2 separate regions of the Gossypium hirsutum genome follow, and region 2 is linked to region 1. Evidence: chromatin contacts called from public Hi-C data. All regions are on one chromosome and are shown on one strand. Each heading gives the region's core, a stretch centred on a gene start, on an enhancer-like site or on the middle of the called end of the contact. The rest is flanking DNA. Distances are from core to core; before and after follow the strand shown. Region 1 holds the start of LOC107923038 (actin-depolymerizing factor). Region 2 holds the start of LOC107922790 (probable arabinose 5-phosphate isomerase).

What was found. Hi-C and Micro-C count contacts between places; a contact is called where the count stands out from the background.
Region 2: a contact with region 1 is called in a Hi-C map of leaf, with 1.9 times the contacts expected there. The contact joins the promoter of LOC107922790 here to the promoter of LOC107923038 in region 1. A contact is called at or near these places in 2 of 34 Hi-C or Micro-C datasets (callus and leaf).

What each region holds. Positions count from the first base shown.
Region 1 is chrA11:15,447,555-15,450,382 of Gossypium_hirsutum_v2.1, forward strand. LOC107923038 (actin-depolymerizing factor) reads right to left here and starts at 1,409. Exons shown (of 3, transcript XM_016853248.2): 1 at 1,177-1,409; 2 at 398-663. The coding sequence starts at 1,200.
Region 2 is chrA11:15,636,938-15,639,903 of Gossypium_hirsutum_v2.1, forward strand. LOC107922790 (probable arabinose 5-phosphate isomerase) reads left to right here and starts at 1,549. Exons shown (of 3, transcript XM_016852960.2): 1 at 1,549-2,329; 2 at 2,885-2,966. The coding sequence starts at 1,622.

The DNA of each region.
Region 1 (2,828 bases), core at 159-2,658:
ACCAAAAAGAACCATTTCTAACCCAAAGGCTCGAAGAAATAATAACCTATTTTTGTTCCCAACACTAATCAAGCAAAACATGGGCCAAATACTGGTCTCTTTCAGCTGCATTCCCTCATTAATGCTGCCATGGAAAGCTCAGAGGCAACCCTGACGGCTTGATCCCTCTTATCGTTCCTTTTAATTCCTTTCCAGGTGCTAGGCTACCAAATTCACATAAAACTTCAATTGTGCAAAAATTGAAGAAGCATCAAGGTAATAAAACTATAACAGCACATTCAAGAGACTGTAACCAAAACCAAATCCCAACATATGCAACACCTACTCTCTTCCTTTATGACTACTACCAAATGTGTTCACTACAATATAAAGACAATCAAAGGGAAAGAAAACTAACCATGCAATGAAGAAAATCTTGCTCTTTTGGCAATTGTCAGAAGTAACAAAATCGAAGTCATATACAGCATATCGACAATCATTCTCGGGAAGAGATGCAGTGAAGTCATCATAAGTCTCAGCTGGATCACCAGTTTTCTCAACCACAACTTTTCTTTTCTTCTCATCGATCCTAAATACCAAATAGCGGTAAATTTTCTTCCTTTTCTGTTCCAAAAATGTATCCTTGGCGTGACCGGCAGCGCACATGCCAGATGTGGCATTTGGCTGTCATACAATCATTTGATAGGTAAGTTTTTCATAATCTTCTTCAGATGATGGGGTTGAAAAATGTTTACTAGTTTAGGAGATTAAGTCTTGAACAAGCAATCATGTGGCAAACTTATTAGCCACAAGCACAAGGCTGAAACATGTGTGAAGTAATCCAAAATTTTAAGGAAAACAAACAATATATAGAACATGCAATGGAAGAAATTAAAGTTGAAAGGCATAATATTCACTTTACCCCCCCCCCCAGAATATCTAAGAGAGACTCATAATCCAAGTGGATTGGCTATGTTTACTACCACATCAAATCATTTATAGCACCTAAGACTAATGATTCTTGTGAACAAGAAGTTAAAATGAAACTCATTCAGACGTTAGTTAGTAAAACATACAATTGATCCTAGTTTAGAACAGAAAAAAGCCTAGGAACTAGCAACTCAAACATTTTAGGAAAAAGAAACTAACATGAAAAGATGAACCATGAAACTAAAAGAAAGGAAGAGGAAGAAATACCCGACCCAGTCCTGTAAACGACATGGCAGCTTAGTGAAGTTCAGATTAAAGAAAAAAGAAACCGAGGAATGAGAGAAATGAAGAGCGAGGCAGGGTAACGAGTTGGAAATTGTAAAATATTTGACAAAATGAAAATGACACATGTATCTTCCCAAAAATAAATAGAACAGGACGAGAAGAATAGGAAAATAAAAAAGATGGGCGGTGCGTCGGATAAACGCTTGTATTTCTGTCTCTCATGATAAAATTTTCACTTTGACCTTCACACAAAATATACAAATCTCAGCCGTCCGTGGGGCTCCCTTTGCATCATCCAATCGCTGCGTATCCGGTTTCTTTATTATTTAGTTTCTAATTGTATCAATAACATCTTTTAACGTTAAATATTAATTTGGATATAACGTATAGAAAAACCAAAAAATTAAAAATATATAGATAAATTGTAGATACGTCTACTTACTAACATAAACAAGTTATAACCCTTGTAAATGTTCTTTATATAATCGTTGTAATCTGTCGTTCGAAATGGATTATCCCAATGACAACTTTATAATTGTTGATGAATTTAATTGAAGTAGTGATCTTTGAACCTAAAAAAAAAAAAAAATTATAACCCTTATAATTTTGAAAGTAACTTTTTAAAATTTTAAAGAACAAGTGTTATGGCCCGGGTCTGAAGGATGAGATTGTGCAGATTAAGGTTATATAGAAAGTTGACAAGGATATTTATCTACGATGAATGATAACAAACTCTGATCTTTTATTTAATTCCTAAATCGTTGGTGCTAAAACCCTTTTGAATGATCGTTGGGCCTGTTTCCATTAACTACCCCATTCCTTAGATTCTTCTGTTTATGTTGTGGTGCTCTTAACTGGTCCCATTTGAATTGCTGGCCTACCTTGCAGCCCAATTTTTGACCCATTCTTTTGCTGGCCTTCCTTGACTTCGTCTACAAGGATTTCACTGCTCTATTTCCCTTTTTGTTCTCCTCTCACTTCTACCACCATGACACCAAGCTTCACCAACAGCTTCAAAACATCCAAACGCAAGTAATTTCTGTTGTTAATGTAAAATCAAAAATATTTTTTCAAAATATTTTTTATTGTAAAATATTTTTGGGTTGAGAAAAATCTTTTGATTATTGTAGAATATTTTTTATTGAGGAAAATCATTTACTATTTTTTGAAACTGACATTGTTATTTTACCATTTTGCATCTTCTGAAAACAAAATTCTACTTATTTTTCACAACATAGAAAAACAAGAAAACCCAGTTATCTATTTTCTCTCTCATTCTTACTCTCTAGAAAATTTTAGTGTTTTACTAAATTACATTAGTGCGATATTCTGTCTAAGAGATTGGATTTTAAGGGGGTCATCTGTGAACCCTCCAATCTTTCCTGTGAATTGAATCTAGTGTAGTTTACTTGAGTTTCTTCTAGTTTATTTCCCAAAATTTACGAGAAGAGTAAACCTTTTGAGTTCTATCTTCCTCATTCGAATGCACAAATTTGGAAGTATTGTGTTAATCTTGAAGGGCGATGCCCATTTTTGATTACACAGATTAGGGTGAAATCACTTCTAAGGCAGTGGTTCTTCCACGGTACCGTGATTGCTTTATTTATCTACATTTAGTTTGGTTTCTTGTCATT
Region 2 (2,966 bases), core at 299-2,798, 190 kb after region 1:
TTGATTAACTCAAATAACTAGAACTATTTAATTCAAAATTTAAATTTTTTATCAAAGTTTTCAAATCAAATCAGATTTTACTCACCATAGGAATAGGAAATTAGCAGATACAGTTCAATTTTAACTGCTATATTGCTTTATCCTTTTCCTTAAAGGTGAACTCTATTGACTGCTACAAATGCAACTGTCCGCATGTTGGATGAAACTTAAATTTATGTCTTTTCTCATCTCCTGGCCCAATGCATTGGGCTTTATTCACAGTTCGGCTACTTGTCATTCCGTAACAGCATTAAACAAAAAAACAAACAGCCTATAATATAATTCCACGTAGTATTTAATATCTTTTTTTAAAATTTAATTTAATTCCTCGTGCTTTCTCTCTCTCTCACTCCTGTATGTAATATATGCATATATATATGGGAAAGTGTATGCAATGTAATACATGCACTGTTCAATAAATCTTCACATATGGCAGCAACAGGTAAATGCAAATAAGTTCATGGCACCATAGATTTCTTCTCTGAGTTTTAAAATAATCCATTAACTTCAAGCATTAGTATGGTATGATTTAAGAGCATACCCTCAATGATTACTAAGTTTTACTAACAATTACTAAGCATGTACTGTCAGAATCTACAATCTAGGACCAAAAAACATCAAGGGGGAACTGTTGCTATCTCCTTTGTCCGACGATGGTTTGATTTTCGGTTTCTTTATTGAGCCCGAATCTACTGCTTCTACACTCATTAAAACACACTTCACGCCTCGTCCTACAACACCGAGATGTGTGACCCTAGTAATCCCATTTGTATGAAAAGTGGAAACAGTTGGAGAGTAAAAAACTCCATTACTGTAAATAGTTTCCATTTGCGATGAGCTCCCCCACAAGACGACAGGAGATTCACTCTTCTCACGACCCTTGCCTTGGCAGAAGCCATAAACCATGACCATGAATATTTTGATATATATCAGTAGCCAGAAACTTAAGCTATGGTGTGTGTGTGTGAGAGAGAGAGAGAGAGAGAGAGTGTGTGTGTGTGTGTGTGGGGAGACAGGAGAGAGAGTGTAAAATTAGTTTTTATTTTAATTTAATTAAATTTAATATTAAAAATATTAAATGCCATGTGGCATCTTATTATAGGCTGTTTATTTTTTATGTTTTTGGACTAAAATATACAAAAGGATAATCGTATTAAGACTAAATTTAAATAAAAAAAGGGAATAATTCCAGGTAAATTTATGAATAAAGCTTAAAATTTATAGATTTTGATCTTATAAACTGATATTGAATTTTTTATTAAATTTCATTGTCACATAATTAACTTAATTTTATATATGTTGTGTTGATTTAGGGGACATCAAGTGGATATATTGTGTTATTACTTCACTTAAATTTAAAATTATATATTTCCTCTAAAAAATAAAAAAAATCCATTTAATAATTAATGTATTGAAATTTAAAAAAATTAATAAATACGTATACTCCATGCAGACGTATCCAAAACTAAACTCTTCCTTTATTTACCGCGAAAAATTAACTGCCAAATCTAGACGCGCTCATTTGAACCAAAGAAAAAAAGTAAAACTAAACGCGCTCTCTTTCTTCCTTCGCAAACATTTTATGCAAAAGGAAACAACGGAGAAAAAATATCAAGATCTGAGAGCATCAACAATGGGGTCGCTTCCTCCGTCACTGGACCTCCCATTACCGCCGTTGGGAAAGCCCCCTCACCTCCAACTCCTTTCCGAAACTACCCTTCTCAACCTCTTCAAATCCCAACAAAACCACCTCAATTACTTCTTCCAAAACCTCGACTTTTCCCAAGCATTATCCTTCACCCAAACCCTCCTCAATTCTCGTGGCACCATTTTCTTCTCCGGTGTCGGAAAATCCGGTTTCGTCGCCAGCAAGATCTCCCAAACCCTAGTCTCCCTAGACATCCGCTCCTCTTTCCTCTCCCCTCTCGACGCTCTCCACGGCGACATTGGCGCACTCTCCTCTGCCGACGTTCTCGTCCTCTTTTCTAAATCCGGCTCCACTGAAGAACTCCTTCGTCTCCTTCCCTGTGCCAGAGCCAAGGGGGTTTATCTCATTTCCGTTACCTCCTTTTCTAACAATGCCCTGGCCAACGCTTGCGACATGAATGTGCATCTGCCGTTGGAGAGGGAGTTGTGTCCCTTTGATCTGGCGCCGGTCACTTCCAATGCGATCCAGATGGTATTTGGCGACACCGTGGCTATTGCGCTTATGGGAGCTAGGAACTTGACTAAGGAGCAATACGCGGCCAATCATCCCGCTGGGAGGATTGGGAAAAGCCTTATTTTCAAGGTTTGCTTTTTCTCTTTTTTCCCCTTATTCTTAAATGCTGCCTTTCAGATTAGATTTTTGATAAATTTAATTGCTTCTGATGATGAGTCTTTTTTGTTAGTGGATGTTTAATGATCTTTGATAAAGTTGATCGCTCTCAAATTGTTCGAGATCTGGGCTTTCAAAGACTGTTCTTTTTGTTTGCTAATATTTGGTTCATATAAGAAGCTGCAGAACGATGAAAACTGCAAAAAAAAAAAAAAAGAATAATGTTTGATATATTGCTCGTTGTAGTAATTTTGATGCATTTATTTGAATTTCTATTTTTAGGGATCATGTCATTGTCAAGATAATTGGGATTGATGGACATTTGAAACTGAAATTTGTCCTCTTTTTTAGTTTTTCATTTTCCTTTCATTTTTTTCAGCTTAATTTGTGCTTTAGTTTCTTCATTGCTTAATTTTCAGAGGTAATGTGGAGGCAACATGAAGGACAAGAAAATAATCACTTAAAAAAAATAAAAAAATAAAAAACTTGGATTTGTAGAATGATGGATTGGGGCTTTTGTGTTTGTAGGTAAAAGACGTGATGAAGAAGAAAGATGAGCTTCCAATTTGCAAGGAAGGCGATTTGATAATGGAGCAACTGGTGGAGCTGA